2 separate regions of the Mus musculus genome follow, and region 1 is linked to region 2. Evidence: chromatin contacts called from public HiChIP or PLAC-seq data. All regions are on one chromosome and are shown on one strand. The core of a region is the stretch at or near the end of the contact, and the rest is flanking DNA. Distances in the headings are between cores, read along the strand shown. Region 1 holds the start of Zfp281 (zinc finger protein 281). Region 2 has its middle 55 kb from the start of Zfp281.

What was found. HiChIP or PLAC-seq counts read pairs in DNA pulled down with a chosen protein or histone mark.
Region 1: an H3K4me3 HiChIP or PLAC-seq map of embryonic stem cells shows a contact between it and region 2, with 7 times the contacts expected there. The contact joins the promoter of Zfp281 here to the enhancer-like site in region 2. A contact is called at or near these places in 12 of 39 promoter capture datasets (the 3T3-L1 cell line, 3T3-L1-derived adipocytes, the C10 cell line and 6 more), 2 of 15 datasets of contacts at CTCF or cohesin (CD8 T cells and the NIH/3T3 cell line), 62 of 484 Hi-C or Micro-C datasets (the 3T3-L1 cell line, the AML12 cell line, B cells and 31 more), 34 of 115 datasets of contacts at active chromatin or transcription factors (the 3134 cell line, CD4 single positive thymocytes, CD8 T cells and 19 more) and 4 of 9 other capture datasets (adipose tissue, embryonic stem cells, liver and 1 more).

Annotation. Positions count from the first base shown.
Region 1 is chr1:136,622,429-136,629,865 of GRCm38.p6, reverse strand. It overlaps Zfp281 (zinc finger protein 281), which reads right to left and starts at 4,965. Exons shown (of 2, transcript NM_177643.4): 1 at 4,815-4,965; 2 at 1-4,594. The coding sequence starts at 4,580. The coding sequence ends at 1,899.
Region 2 is chr1:136,565,791-136,573,055 of GRCm38.p6, reverse strand. No RefSeq gene overlaps it. Among named protein-coding and RNA genes, the nearest start is that of Zfp281, 55 kb to the left of the region's middle. Within about 2 kb of position 2,550, at least 32 of the 459 cell types and tissues checked have an H3K27ac peak or open chromatin away from gene starts, as enhancers often do. A contact at or near this core is called in the SCID.adh cell line, embryonic stem cells, extraembryonic endoderm stem cells and 3 more, where this site is marked.

The sequences.
Region 1 (7,437 bases), core at 3,716-6,215, 54 kb before region 2:
CTTTGATCACACTTGTCTCTGTACCCAACAGAACTTACTGCACTTAATAAGACATACAGACATTTTAGTACTGAGTGTATTAAAAGAATTAAACACATTTCTAAAAATCTTTCAATGACAAGTTGGTACCCTTTAGCTAACTAAAGCTAAAAGGTGGAAGGTGGGAAAAGGGAATTAACTAGTATTTTGTAACCATTTTTAATAATTTCTTATTTTCCAAACACTGCTTTTATAACAGAAGTGTTTTACACTTGCACAATATTAATTACTTTATTATACATGGAAGCCTGTGGTAGGCTGATTACACAATGAGACTGCAAACAACCAGTGGGACTTTTCTGACGTCAGAAGAGTTCATAAGACTAAACACCACCAAAAGTACATAAAAACTCATCAGCATAAACATCAAAGTACATTAAAAAATATAATCAGGAAAAAATACAATTGCTAAAAAGTGGTTTAGAGCAGAGCCACTGCCTATCAGTAGCTTCAAATGGCAATTAGCGTTCATAGCAAGTTTTGATGACAAGATCCCTGTACAATACTGACTAATACACCCCTTCAAAATGTACATTAAAGGCTGCAATTTCACAAAGAGTTCTGATGTCATTACTGAATACACACTCTTATCTGTTACACAAGCTCTGCCACCAGGTAGGATGACAACCCTTTGACATCTATGTATAGCTTGTACGTGGAAGTCGGTATTGGGTTTGTTAACAAAATAAAAAGAAAAGCAAAGTCAGGGATGTTTACCCTATTGTTTAGTATTTGAATGTCTTACGACATATAAAATGCATAATCAATTATCTTCTAGATGATAAATCACTCTAAAATTGAAACCATCAAGACAGGGAGAAGGAACAAGAAGGCCCAGAACTTTAAGAAGTTAAGAACAAATACCAAACCCAGACGTGAAGGTGGTGAGTAATAGCTTAAACAAGAGAATGTTTTAGGCCATGAATAATGCACACCCCAAATTTCAATAGACTATGTGAATTGAACTTACTTTCTAATACTGAAACCAACCAAACACTTGGGTTTTTAATTTTAACACTGTACTAGAGAAGACATTCACAGAATCACTTAATGGAATTACAGCCTTGTTACAGGTGGATAAAGAGGATGGTTTTTTTCCTCTTTCTTTTATTAAAGCTATCATTCCAGGCTTTGATCAAAGATCTAAGAATATTTGTTCTACCAATCTGGAATGAATCTGGGTTTGGAAGTGTGGAGTACATTGAAAAGCTGCAACAAAATATAGGTAGCCAACAATCTCAGAATTTTGGATCAGCCCAGACAGAGATAGCACTTGAAATGTTTTCGATCCCTTACTTAAATGATGAAATGTATATTCTATTAGCCCAGAAAGAGCAATCTGAAATGTTTAAGATCCCTTAACTTAAACAACGAAATGTGTATCATACTATTTGTAAATTGGATATTCCATTACGGTGATAACGTACAGAATTCCCATGCGTTATTACACTTTCCTGAGAGTAAAGCAATTAGAATAACCTTAATCCTAGCAACAAAGTTTCTTTTTTTTTCCTTTTTTCTTTTCTTTTTTTTTTTCTGTACTTTTTTTGTTTTGTTTTATTTTTTTTGTTTTTGCATTTAAAACTTTTGGGCTATTCCCTGACAATCTATACATGTAAATTTGATTGCTAAACATTGTCACTTTGAATGTCAAACTATTTTTAATCTATTGATTTTGATTAAAAATCATAATACAAACAGAGCTAAAATCACACTAACAAAATAAACTAAATATGAAAAGTTGCATTGAAAGGGCATTACATTATTCTTAATAGGATCGTGTAGAAACATTCCAATGGCAGTGTTCTCAAAATAAAACAAAATTACATTAGACTCCCAGCCTGGTCACTCTCGAGACCTTACCTGTAACTCTGGCTGGTGGGTGTCTTTACTCTTGTACTACATGGCTCACTTACATCAGACATCATATTTGTATACCCTGAGAAATCTGACACTGAAGTCCTTACTCTATGGTCCACTTCTCCATTAGAGTTAGTGATAAAGGTCATTGGCACCCTGCTGCCCGACTTAAACTGAGAACCGAATGCTTGTGCAAAGTTCTCAATCTGGTACGTTGTTCTAGGCTCTATGTCTTTCTGAGGATCAATCTGGCTAGCTAACTCCTGAGATGGAATCTGAAAGCTCGTTGAGGACTCTAAATTTTTCTGTTGTTCCTTCTGGCTAGTCAATTTCTGAGATGAGGACTGGAAGGCTGATGATGTCTCTAAGTTCTTCTGAGAATCTATCAGATCATCCAGCTCCTGGGAAGGTGTCAACTGCTGATGTGTAGCATCCAAAGCAGATAAATAAAGACCTGGTTGAGATCCAAACAACATCCCAAAAGGAGGCTTTGGCAACGAAGATGGCAGCACTGAGGTAACAGACTGGCCAAAACCACACTCCAAAGGAGATGTAGTGTATATCTGTTTTTCTGGAAACAAAGTGTGGTTGTGGAGAGGTGAAGACAAGCTGACAAATTGGAAACCGTGTCCAAGAGTAAAACCTGCATTAGTGGATTTTTCGAAAGCCTGTTGGAGGTATTTGGAGTATTCTTGCAACATGCTTGTTTTATCATTTGAAGGTGTTTGGGTGCCTGGGCTCAAATTTTCTTCTTGAACCAATTCAGAGTGTTCTCCTGAGGTGTGTAAATCCACTCGTGGTTCTGTTAAATTGAAAGGATCCTCCTTCTGTGTTTCTGATTTGCCAGAGTACTGATCCAAAATACTTTGTAAAACCTCATCAGGAATTCCAGACTTGTCGTGACAAGACTTAATTTCAGCATTTAGAGCTGAGGAGTCAATAAGTGACAATGGCGCCTCATTGTCCAAAACACTGACCCCTGCAGACTGAATGACTGACTGCTGGGAGACCATGTGTCCTACATTGATAGAAAAGGCACTGTTGCTGCTGGCAGTTGGTAGGTATCTTCTCTTCTTTGAAAACTGCATGGCATCATCATAATTACTACTTATCGGGCCTTGCTTGCCACTTGTACTTTGGAGAAGACTAATGGTCTCCACACTATTATTCGATACGATGCCAAGTGAGCCACCTGGCTTACCAGACAAGGATTTCTGCCCAACTACGTCTGGTAACGGTGACACAAAATTAAGGTAGCTTTTATCTGCATTCTTTCTGCTTCCTTTCTTAAAGATCAATTTTGGCACCCTTTTCTGCAGTTCATCTATTCCAGTGCCAATTATGCTCCCACTGGTAGACACAGTAGGCATTTCTACTGAATAACTCTGCATGTTTATATTGTTTGACATTTGTGATTCATTTGTTTTGCCAGTCTTGTGTTCCTTATTTTCAATAGCTATGCTTTTCGACTTCGACTTTCTCCTTGAGGAACTTGTATTTCCCTGAGACAACACAGCCAGGTTACCCATACTGTTATGGTTTGATGACCCAGGTTCTGCACTAGCGGCTCCTTTTGCTATGGCTTCACCACACGTGCGCCTGTGCTTCAACAATCTGTCAGTCCTTGAAAAATACTGTTGGCAAGTGTCACACTTGTATGGCTTTTCTCCACTATGTGTCCTCTTGTGTCTCTCCATATGGTACTTCTGAATAAACTTCATGCTGCACTGATCGCACCCAAAGGGTTTCTCTCTGCTGTGAATTTTCTCGTGTCTCTGCAGTAGGTATTTCTGGATGAAACCCATACTACACTGGCTGCACTGGAAAGGCCTTTCGCCCGTGTGGATGAGGACATGTCTCCGCAGGTGGTAGGAGCTCCTGAAAGCAGCACTACAGTGATCACAGATATGAGGTTTCTGACTTGGGGACAGGACGGCACCTTCTCCCTCTCCAACCAAAGGTTTGGAAGATGCACTTGGCTTCCTCTTGGCTTTGATTCCCTGAGATTCTGGCTTTGGCCTCTTTGCCTTTTTGACGTTAGCGTCCTGCTTTGGCTCCTGGTTGCCGTGCTCATCAGTCCTGCTACCGCTGCTCAGTAATACATCGCGGTGGTGCTGGGCCGGTTGCTGCTGGGCATGCTGGTGCAGAAGACTGAGGTCTTGGATGACGCCGTGGCTCCCCCCTTCCCCTCCTCCTAGGCCTGGTGATCGCTCTTCAGCCCCAGCGAACAGCCCCCCATAGTGGTGGTGGTGATGGTGGTGGTGGGACGGCTGCTCCTCGGGATCCGCAGGTTTCTCCTGCTTGATGCTCACCAAGGACTGCAAGAATCCCCAGGAGGTCCTCTGCGAAGGGAAGGCCGCGGCTGACGCCGCCGGCTCCTTCTTGAAAGTCATGTCCGGGGCTGGCGGAGGGGGGGGCTCAGCGGCCGGGGCTGCGGAGGTAGAGGAGGATAACACGCACTGCGGGGGAGGGGCGGCCGTCCCCGCCGGCCGGGTGAAGCTGGTGACCGGGGGAAGCCGGTGGTTGAACATAACCATACTCTGGGGGAAGGTGGGCTCCATCTCTGCTCTCCTGCCGCCGCCGCTGCCGCCGCTGGCGCTGCCGGAGCTGCCGCCGGAGCCGCTACCACCGCTACTGCTGGGACCGCCGCCGCCGCTAAGGAACCCGCTGCCGATTTTCATACCCCGGAGGAGGCCTGGCTGCGGAGAGGAGGGAGAGGAGGGAAGAGGGGGAACGGCGGTAGGGCCGGGCCCCGGGCCGGGACCACCGCAGCGTTTGGGACCCGCCGCGCCGCCGCCCAGCCCGCACCGCGCCCGGCTCCCGTCCGCAGCCCCGCCGCCTCCGGCCCGGCGCGCTCGACCCCGCGGCCTTCTTGGCCGCTCCCGCGCCCGCCCCGGCCCGCCGGCCACACTTACGGGTTCCGCCGCCGCCGCAGCCGCCGTCGCCTCCAGTTAATAAAAATAACGCCGTCCTCTCCACAATGGAATTAAAAGCCTCCCCGCTTCTGCGCAGCCGCGGCGCGGTGTCTGCCGGGAAGTCCTCGACCGGACCAGAGGGGCGCTCGGCGAGCCCCGTGCGCCTGCGCCTCAGTTTCCGCCTGGCTAGCCTGTCAATCAAGCGGGCGGTTGGGCGGAGCTGCTGGGGGCTAGGTGGGAGGGGCGGGGACTTGGAGGCGGACAGCGGAGGGTCTTCCGCAGCGAGGGGACGTGATTGGTGGCCCTGCTGAGGGGCAGACAGTGGCTGAGGGTTTCTAGGGAGAAGGCGCTCCGGAGGTGGAGCCCAAGGGGCGGGAAGTCCGGGGACGCCAGGAGAGCGTGTTGCAGCGTGGCGTGGGAGCTGCAGAGGAAGGGGTTAGGGAAGGTGGAGACACTGAAAACTGAACATTGGCATTTGGTTCACTTTAGTGTTTGCAATCCAAGTATTGAATCAAAATCAAACAGAGAATAGGATTCCTTAAGGTACTTGTGATTCTGCCTGAAAGCTTTAAACTCGTAACGGTATTGATTACAGATAGCTTTTACTCCTTTTCAGAATGGAGACAGCAATAACGCTTGTCTTTGCCTTTATTGAAGGAGCCTTTGAGACTGCCATAGAGGAGGGACCGCTGCAGAAAATTGTCTCAGTGCCAGCCTACCTGAAGGCTACGCAAAGGGAAACCACGTGTAATCCCAGGTGCAGCTGTCCTGTAAAACACGCCCACACACACTTCATCATCAGATGGTATTTAAATGCCACGTACTTTCTCAGTTGTCTGAATTTGCTTATTACGTTGAATACTAACTAGCCTCAAATACTGGCCATCGTTCTTGTTTAAAATCTCTGTTAGGATACATACCCCACTCTCCCAACCCCTCCAGTATAGAATACCTAGAAACTTGAAAAGTTGTTCCTTATTCAGTTGGGGGAAATTAGATAAAATCTTGAAATTAAAAGTTCTATCGACAAAACCAAATAGATATTAATTTAGTGCCTAATAATGTATAAAAGGCATTCACAGCGAGCATGCAAAAATCTAAACCAGCAACTTTCCTAGGTGTATTTATACACCACAGACTTTTTAATAAAAAGACCTGGAGAACAGTTATTTACATAGTGTGTTTTCTTAAAGAAATCACACGTCCATATTCTCATAGTGTTTCTCGAGATGACTTCTTGTAATAACTTCCTTGAGAAATTTTGCAATTAAAGCCATAGCGGTGTATTGTTTACCAACACAGGCCTCTCTGAGCCTGCCCAGAAACCTTAAAACTGTATTTTATGAATAGTTTCATGAGGCATTGTATCTTCCTAGCCCCATGGAACTACAGTTAAATTATTTCCTGAAACTACCAGGTATAGCTAAGCGTTGAACACTGAAAATTCAAAAACTTCAGACAGTAATAAAATATTAGTCAGTGCCAGTGAGAAATGAGGCTGTCCCTGTACTCAGGGTGTCCATGTTTAATGGTAAAGCTGGGCTGCACATAAGCCAGCCCAAGCATGAAGGGCAGTGGGACACTCATATGAAAGCCAACTTTGTTCTACAGTTATCAAGATAAGAAACCTGTCATTTCTCTCATTCACGCTGTCAGCCTTGAGCTACTCCAAGCAGACTTACCTCTAGGTTGTATACCCCATATATCAGGAAGATGAAGAGACCCTGTAAAATAAAACGGAGGGGGAAAGCTGTTAGCGCTAATCATTCCGCCAGTGGAAATGCCCGAAATAAACTTTCCCGGGAACAGACAAAAGAAGACACACTTCATCAACGTCCATTTATTTTCCCGTTTTTCACCATTAGAAGTCGTACCTTGAGCATTTATATGATAACACACCAGCACATCACTTATACTGGTTGTGCTATTCAATTCTTTGGTGATAGAAAATAGAAATAGTATCCTAACTACATGGAATAATAATTAGGAGGTGGCTAGATGATGAAACACTTAATATTTCTAAACTCCGTCTAAACTCCGTTTGGAGCAGCAACTTCAGTATATCTTATCATCTTTGAAGTTATAAAATTAGGAAATAATTGAAAGATTAAACACTACAGGTTACTGACATAGTTCAGTGATACTGTGGTTGCCTACTGTGGATAAAGCTTGAACCCCAGTACCAGTGAAACCAACCAACTCCTTTAAACCCTCAAACGAAAGAGATAAACGTAGGTAATAGGGACTGCGGACATAGCTCAGCAGTTAAGAGCATTTGTTTTTCTTGCATAAGATCAGGGTTTAATTCCCAACACCCACCTAGGGGGATCCTGCAGGCATGAACATGGCACATACATGGATGCGGGCAAAAATTCATATACATAAAGTAAATAAATCCTCAAAAAGATAATAAATGCGAATTGTCTATTTGAAACAGAGTCTCACTATATTCCCAATTCATAATCTTCCTATCTCTGCCTTCCAAGTACTGAAATCACAGGCTAAGCCCCCACACCCAGAAGTATGAATATTTTTAAAAACACTTAATTTTTAAAAAGATTATGTTTGAGACAAGATCTCTCTTTCCCTTAGACCAGGTTGTCCTAGAATTCACAGAGATCCA
Region 2 (7,265 bases), core at 1,301-3,800:
TAAAAAAAAAAACCAGACAGCCAGACAAAACCAAACCCCTTATCTCCTACCCCAGCCCTATCTTGGTCCAGCTCCATGAGGCCGGAGGTAACAAGGCACAGAGAATACAAAGCCCATCCCTGCCACTATCATCCCTGCTCTCTAGACCTAGGTCCCCGCCCCCAGCTGCAAGAGTCAGAGATGCCTCTGGTGCCATCGGATTCTCTGGACTTGAAATGTAAATGCAAGTGAAGCCAGCAGTACTGGCATGGAGGTGGCTTAGCTTAGCATGAAATTACCTTTTGGTCACAATGCCTAGCAAGATGTCACAATGTGTGCACATCCATGCGTGCATCTTCAGTATGTGGACATGAGGCTAACCCAAAGGCTGAGACAGGAGTCCATTTATGTCATCTTCTTAATTCAAGGGAAGTGTGGTGTGTGTGTGTGTGTGTGTGTGTGTGTGGTGTGTGTGTGGTGTGTGTGTGTGGTGTGTGTGTGTGTGTGTGTGTGTGTGGTGTGTGTGTGGTGTGTGTGTGTGTGTGTGTGTGTGTGGAGAGTGCAGAGCTGGCCAGGAAAACAACCAGTAAATCTCAGTCATCTTCTCATTGGCTTCTTTTGAATATTTTCTTAATGTACAACAGAGTTTTCACTGCAAAATGCAATCAACTGACTTACTTCACATATTTTACAATATTTTCTACTTCAAAACAGTCTCTATTAAATTTACAAAGTTAGGGGCTGGTGAAATGGCTCAGTGGGTAAGAGCACCCGACTGCTCTTCTGAAGGTCCGAAGTTCAAATCCCAGCAACCACATGGTGGCTCACAACCATCTGTAACATGATCTGACGCCCTCTTCTGGAGCTACAGTGTACTTACATATAATAAATAAATAAATCTTTAATAAATAAATAAATAAATAAATAAATAAAATTACAAAGTTAGGAGCTGGCAAGATGGTTTAGTGAACCTATGTTCAATTCCTATAACATTTTTCTTTTTGTGGAGGATGGTTTGGGGTCGCCCATCCCCCCTCCCATTGTCTCACTATGCAGCTTTTTATTTTTTGTTGTTTTTGGTTTTTTTTTTCCCCCAAATGGGATAAACAAAAGAGTCCTGCAACTTAACAATGGGGATAAATACTAAGAATTGTGCTGTCGGGCAATTTCATCATTATGTCACAGTCTGCATAAACTAGGATAGCTGCTATATCACTAAGAGTGTAATATTGTGAGACTACCTTCTTATAGGGACCAAAGTCATCCTTATGAGATGCATGACAGTAACAGGCTTAAGTCTGGCTATTCCAGCTGGGGCAGAGCCGGACATCCTGCGGAGGTCCAGTGAAGCGGTTGGTCACAAAAGCACACGCTCTCTTTAGCACCTGGACAGCAGGTGTCAGCTCTAAGTGAGAAGCCCGGGATCTCCCGGCTTCATCTGTTTGGAACTGGACGGGCAAGATAGTCTTGTTAGACCCTGAGAAGGATGCTGCACGCGAGGGTCCCTGAGACAGGACAGGGACCCTAGTTTTTTTTTTTTTTTTTTTTTTTTGGGTTTTTCGAGACAGGGTTTCTCTGTGCAGCCCTGGCTGTCCTGGAACTCACTCTGTAGACCAGGCTGGCCTCGAACTCAGAAATCCGCCTGCCTCTGCCTCCCAAGTGCTGGGATTAAAGGCGTGCGCCACCATGCCCGGCAGGACCTTAGTTCTAACAAGCATTTTGGGGGGCTGCCTACAAGCCACGGCCTCTGGACCAACTATGCACACCGAACCCATCCCCCATTCTCTCCCCTTCTCCACCCTGGGTATCTGCACAATTGCCTCCCGCTTCTTCCCTTGTCCTCAGCAAACACACACACCTGCTCTCTCTCAGTCTGCTCCTCTGCCCCAATGTTCGTGGGTTCTGAGCCACACCACAAGATAGAGCCGGTACCGAGAAACTACAAACGTAGGCTTTGGGATAGGTTTCTTATCCTGTTTCACCTGGCTTCCAAGGGCAATCAAGCTTATGGTTTCCCTGTGTGTGAAGGTGAAATACTAAGTACCAAAAACTCACAATAGGCCGGGTGTGGGGGAACACGTCTGTAATTCCAGAATGGAAACAAAGTGAAAAGTCCTTCTCCATTATGAGCTCCATTGGAAGTCTTCATAGTCCAAAACCTTTACACTAAGGATACACTGTTTTTCATAATCACAAGGGAAAAAGTGGTACAATACTGACGTTTTTCCAGCCCAGGAAAAATAGAAATCACTGTGGCTCATTCTCTAGGAGTGACTGTTTCTTCCTTATTTTGTGTATTTCCAAGTAACCTAGTGTGAGGATTGGTTTCTAAAGAAAAACGAAACAGAAGCACCGAGGCCAAGCAGAAGCAGTTTTTGAGTGACGAGGAGCAATTTCAGAGCACCAAGCGGAAGAAATGCCAGAGGAGAAAGCATCTGGAAAGGGATGCGGAGGGAGATAAGAAACTGACTGAAGCCAAGCCTCTAAATCCAACCTCACCATCTCTGAGCGGGTGACCCACCCAAGACACCAGGGCGGTTTTCTGAGCCCCGGCGATTGTGGGTTACAAGGCAAAGCCTTCTATCATGTACAGGGCGAGATAAACAAAACAAAGGCCGCTTTAGCCTGAACTCCGACTACCTTTGTCCTTCCCCGGGGATCTTGCTAGTTAGACCCGCCACTGGGCCTGGGGTGGGGGAGGGGAATGTCATGGCGTCGTCCAAAGAAGATGGGGGCTACCGGTGGGTGGTTGCCACTTTTCATATGATTTCCACTTTTTATTTTCTTATAAAAAAATACTGTGGATTTACTGCTGAGCCTGTGTACGGCACCTCTCTAAAGAGAAAATTACTTCTGGAGGATCTGCTTGCACAAGCGTAAACTTCGTGCGCCTCTCTGCACCGCAAGAAACACATCAGACTCCATATGCTGATTCGGCTCTTTTGGGTTACCTGCTCGGAGAACTCGGGCGGGCGCTTGTTTCTAGCATGTCCTGTTCCTCCAATTTTTTGCTCATTCATATAACTAAGTGTGCTACCAAGGAATTCCTAAGTGCATTTGCCTTTACTAGATGCCAGGAAGGTAGCAGGGATGGCGGGTAAAGGGTCTTTGCATTTGAAAGATTTACAATCCCATGCAGGGCACAGCAGAGAAAAACAGCAACTGGTCCTCTGGGGCGGGGTGGGAAGAGGGCGGGGGTGGGGGCGGGGGACCACTCCAAATGGAGCGAACAGCAAGTGCAAAGGCCCAGGGGAGGCAAAGATCAACAAAGCTGGACGACTGCAGAGTCCGACTCCAGAGTCCGGGAGGGCAAAGTCTGTGGGGCTGGAGGAACTTGAATTATGCTGAGTGTGGCAAGACGCCATTTAGATCTTTGAGCCAGGAATGATGGATTGGGGAACTCTTTTTTGGTTTTCTTTTGTCGTGGCAGGGTCTCATTATGAAGACTACCCTGGCCTTGAACTCAGGGCGCTCTGCCCGCCTCTGCAGGGTTTAAAGGGGTGCATTTGGCTTATTTTATTTTATTCTTAACTCTTTTTATTGAGTAGGCTCAGAGAAACACAGACGGCAGTTAGCAAGCTAAAGGCAGTCACCGGGACACATAAAGGTCACTGAAGTACAAGGAAGCCGGAAGTCCCAGAGCCCCATGATCTGGTCCGAATAATTAGCAAGCACTGAAAAAGATGGGTCAGTTCTCTGATGACTCGTGGCCAGATTCAGAGCACTCACTTCTAGAGTCAACCTCAAATCTGAGACCAGGGAATTTTTTGTAAGCTTAAGGATCCCAAGAGGCCCCGTTGCCTTTAGACTTCACTCAGTTCCGCTTGAGACTGACTGTTCAACCTAGAAATTTTCACAGAACCCAGTAGCTGGGCTCCGTGGCCTAAAATAGTGTGGCTTCTGGATGAGGGCTCCAAAGAGACAGGTTCCGATCTCTTATTTACTAGAACACTTCATTTTGCTTGCTCTGCCTTAGAGTTCGAGCAGCCGTGCTTGTGTGCACGTGCGCATGCGCATGCGCAAGCTTCCTAACTCACTTTTAAAATCCGCTCTCAGGCTCTGCCTCAGAGGAAACCCATGAGAATAACACTGACCATTTCTAAAACTCCCAGATGAGGGGTAACCGTTACCTTCCTGGACAAGTGTATTTGCCTAACATGCAGAGCATTGTGGGTTCAATGCTCAAACCACAGCCACAAGCTCCCAGGTGATGCCCACTTTCATCAGATATTCCACTACACATGAAGTGAGTTGTTTTCCGGGCTACTTTGCAGCATGGGCTACAGCTGATGACACAATGTCTCTCCTACACACAGACCGGATGCACTCCACCCCACTACCTTTATAGCACTTGAGAGAAACACTCAGAAAACTTTTACTACAAACACATTAGCAATGTTTGGGTGTGAGACTGGACAGCCTCTCAGAGAGCTCACCTGTTCCTACCTCAGAAGCACATAGTTTCATTCTGTCTCCCCTGTTTCTCCTCTCCTTGTTCTGGGTTCTCCCTGACAACTATTTTTGAGATGGTGGGCAAATTATCCATCTCGTGGAGTCCAGGAGGTCTGTCGAGAAACTTGTTGGAAAGCTATAGCACCTATAAAATGCCTTTCTTTACTGCAAAAATGTTTGCTTTAGTGTGCAGTTATATATGTATATGAATACACACACTCACACATGTATAAATGTATACATACATATAACTGCAGTGCTGAAGCATATATATATTATATATATACACATATACATATATATACATATATATATATATATGCTAGAGAGATGGCTCAGTCAGTAAATCACTCGTCACTGAGAGCCAGAGTTTGATCCCAGGATCCACATGATAGAAAGAAAGAACAGACTCCCAAAGGTTGCCTTTTGACTTGCACACATGTGCCATGGCTCACAGAAGTTGCACACACACATAAATAAATGTAATTTTAAAAAGTAGAAAGTGCGCCTGTTCTCCAAAGGTGAAACAGTGAGTTAATGATACGGTCTATCCACTCCCAATATATACCCAAGAAATTAAAATATATATTCAGACATGGAATCCAATGTACATGGTGGCATTATTTATAGTAGTCCAAAGCAGAAACGGTCCAAATGTCCGTCAACAAAAATGAATAAACACAATGTGATATAGCCATCCAAATTGAATATTACTCATTCATAAATAAGAACGATGTATGCTACAACATGGGAAGTTCTGGAAAACATTATGCCTGGTGAGTCAATCACAATGGAATGTGGCCACTAATTGAGAAGTTTCTTTTAGAGCAGCAGTTCTCAACCTTCCTAATGCTGTGACCATTTTTAATACAGTTCCTCATGTCATGGTGAGCCCCCCAACCATACAATGATCTCGCTGCTACTTCCTGTGATTTTGCTACTGTTATGAATTGTAATGCAAATATCTGATAGGCAGGATATCTGGTACTGGATCCTAAAGAGTCCACGACCCACAGGTTGAGAACCACTGTTTTAGCGTGATAATTTTTCTAACTCAGGCACAAGGAAGAAGGGTCACAAGATCAAGGGTAGCCTAGCCACACAGCCAAGCCCTGTTTCCAAAACCATTAATTAAAATGCACTAGATAGTAAATTATATTCCTCACGGATTTGACAAAATTCAAGACAAGATACAATGTAAGTGGGAAAAACTTATCTTGGCTCACAGTTTAAGGCATCATGATGGGGAAGTTACAATGACCGAAGCTTACCTCGCATTCTCGTTACATTCAGTCAAAGACCCAAACTCATGCAATGATGCCAAGCGCAAGTAAGGTGGGTCTTCCCACTTCAGTTAGTTTAATCTAGATAATCACAACACCCAGAGCTTGTCTCCTTGGTGACCCTAGATCTTGTCAGTTGACAATCAAGATAAAACATCCCAGATATTATGACTTTGGCAGGGGGGGGGTGGTAATTTTTTTTGAGACAGGTTTCTTAATGTAACCCTGGCTATCCTGGAACTCACTCTGTAGATCAGGCTGGTCTCAAACTTAGAGATCCGCCTGCCTATGCCTCCCAAGTGCTGGGATTAAAGTCGTATGGTGCTCCCACCCCCTACCCCCCTAGGTATTATGACCTATTTTTTAGACTTCAATGATCCTAAAGCTGTTAAACAGAAAATCTGCACATTGACTGGAAAAAACTGGTATCTGAAACCATCGCATTAAGAAAGTGCTTTAGTTAGTTTCTATTGCTGTGAAGAGACACCATGACCATGGCAACTCTTATAAAGGAAAACATTTAGTTGGGGCTGGCCTACCGTTTCAGAGGTTCAGTCCATTATCATCATGGCAGGAAGCATGGCAGCATGCAGGCAGACCTGGTGCTGGAGAAGGAGCTGAGGGTTCAACAACCTGATCCACAGGCAGCAGGAGGTGACTGAGATGCTAGGCCTACTTTGAGCATCTAAGACCTCAAAGCCCGCCCCAGCAGTGACATACTTCCTCCTAATAGTGCCACTCCCTATGGGGTAAGCATTCAAACACCATAACTATTCAAACCACCACAGAAGGCTCAAGGGCGAACTTCGGAGTCCCTACAATGGCGCGTTGTCTGGAATACTTACAGCCATTATAGTCAGCAGGAAACAGGGAAATGAGCCATCTCTGCCAAGGGTATGCCCCTTCACTTTGGAGTATGCAGGAACTTCTCTATGTACTGCTAGGAAGGATTAAGGATTATATATTATTTCACACCTTTCTCTCCTCCCATTTAATTTAAAAGAGTTCTCTGAGCAGATCTCAGTAATTCTTCTAACTTCTAGGCGCCTGAGGAACTTCTAGTACTTTTTAGTGGAGGGAAGCAAGTTTTAACTGATCGGTTGGATTTGTTTTGCTTTGTTTTTGAGATGGGTCTCATGTGTCCCAGGCTAGCCTCCAACTCACTGAGTAGCCGAGGACCTTAAATTCTGTTTCAGGTTTTGTGTAGTCAGACCCTCCATGGCCTTCTCCAGCCTCTGAGAGACTAAACGCTACCAGCTTCTTGTCTGAGAAGATCTTCTAGCAAAGATGCAGTAACATAAGCTCCAACTTTCCAGGAATTTTGTGCCTCCTTTATATGGAATGAGAACACCTGGAGTTCAGGGACTTTCCCCCGAGGCCACACAGCCTGGGAAGGTGTGGCAGGCCCTCCCTGCTAGTGAGGGCAGGTGTGGGTGGTGGTGGTGGGTGGTTGGGGATATGGCCAAGGCTCCTAGCTCCCCAGCTGAGTTTATGCATTTGCTCAGTGCCCAGATACTCTGAGTTCTAGTTATTCATGCACAGTGCTCAGCC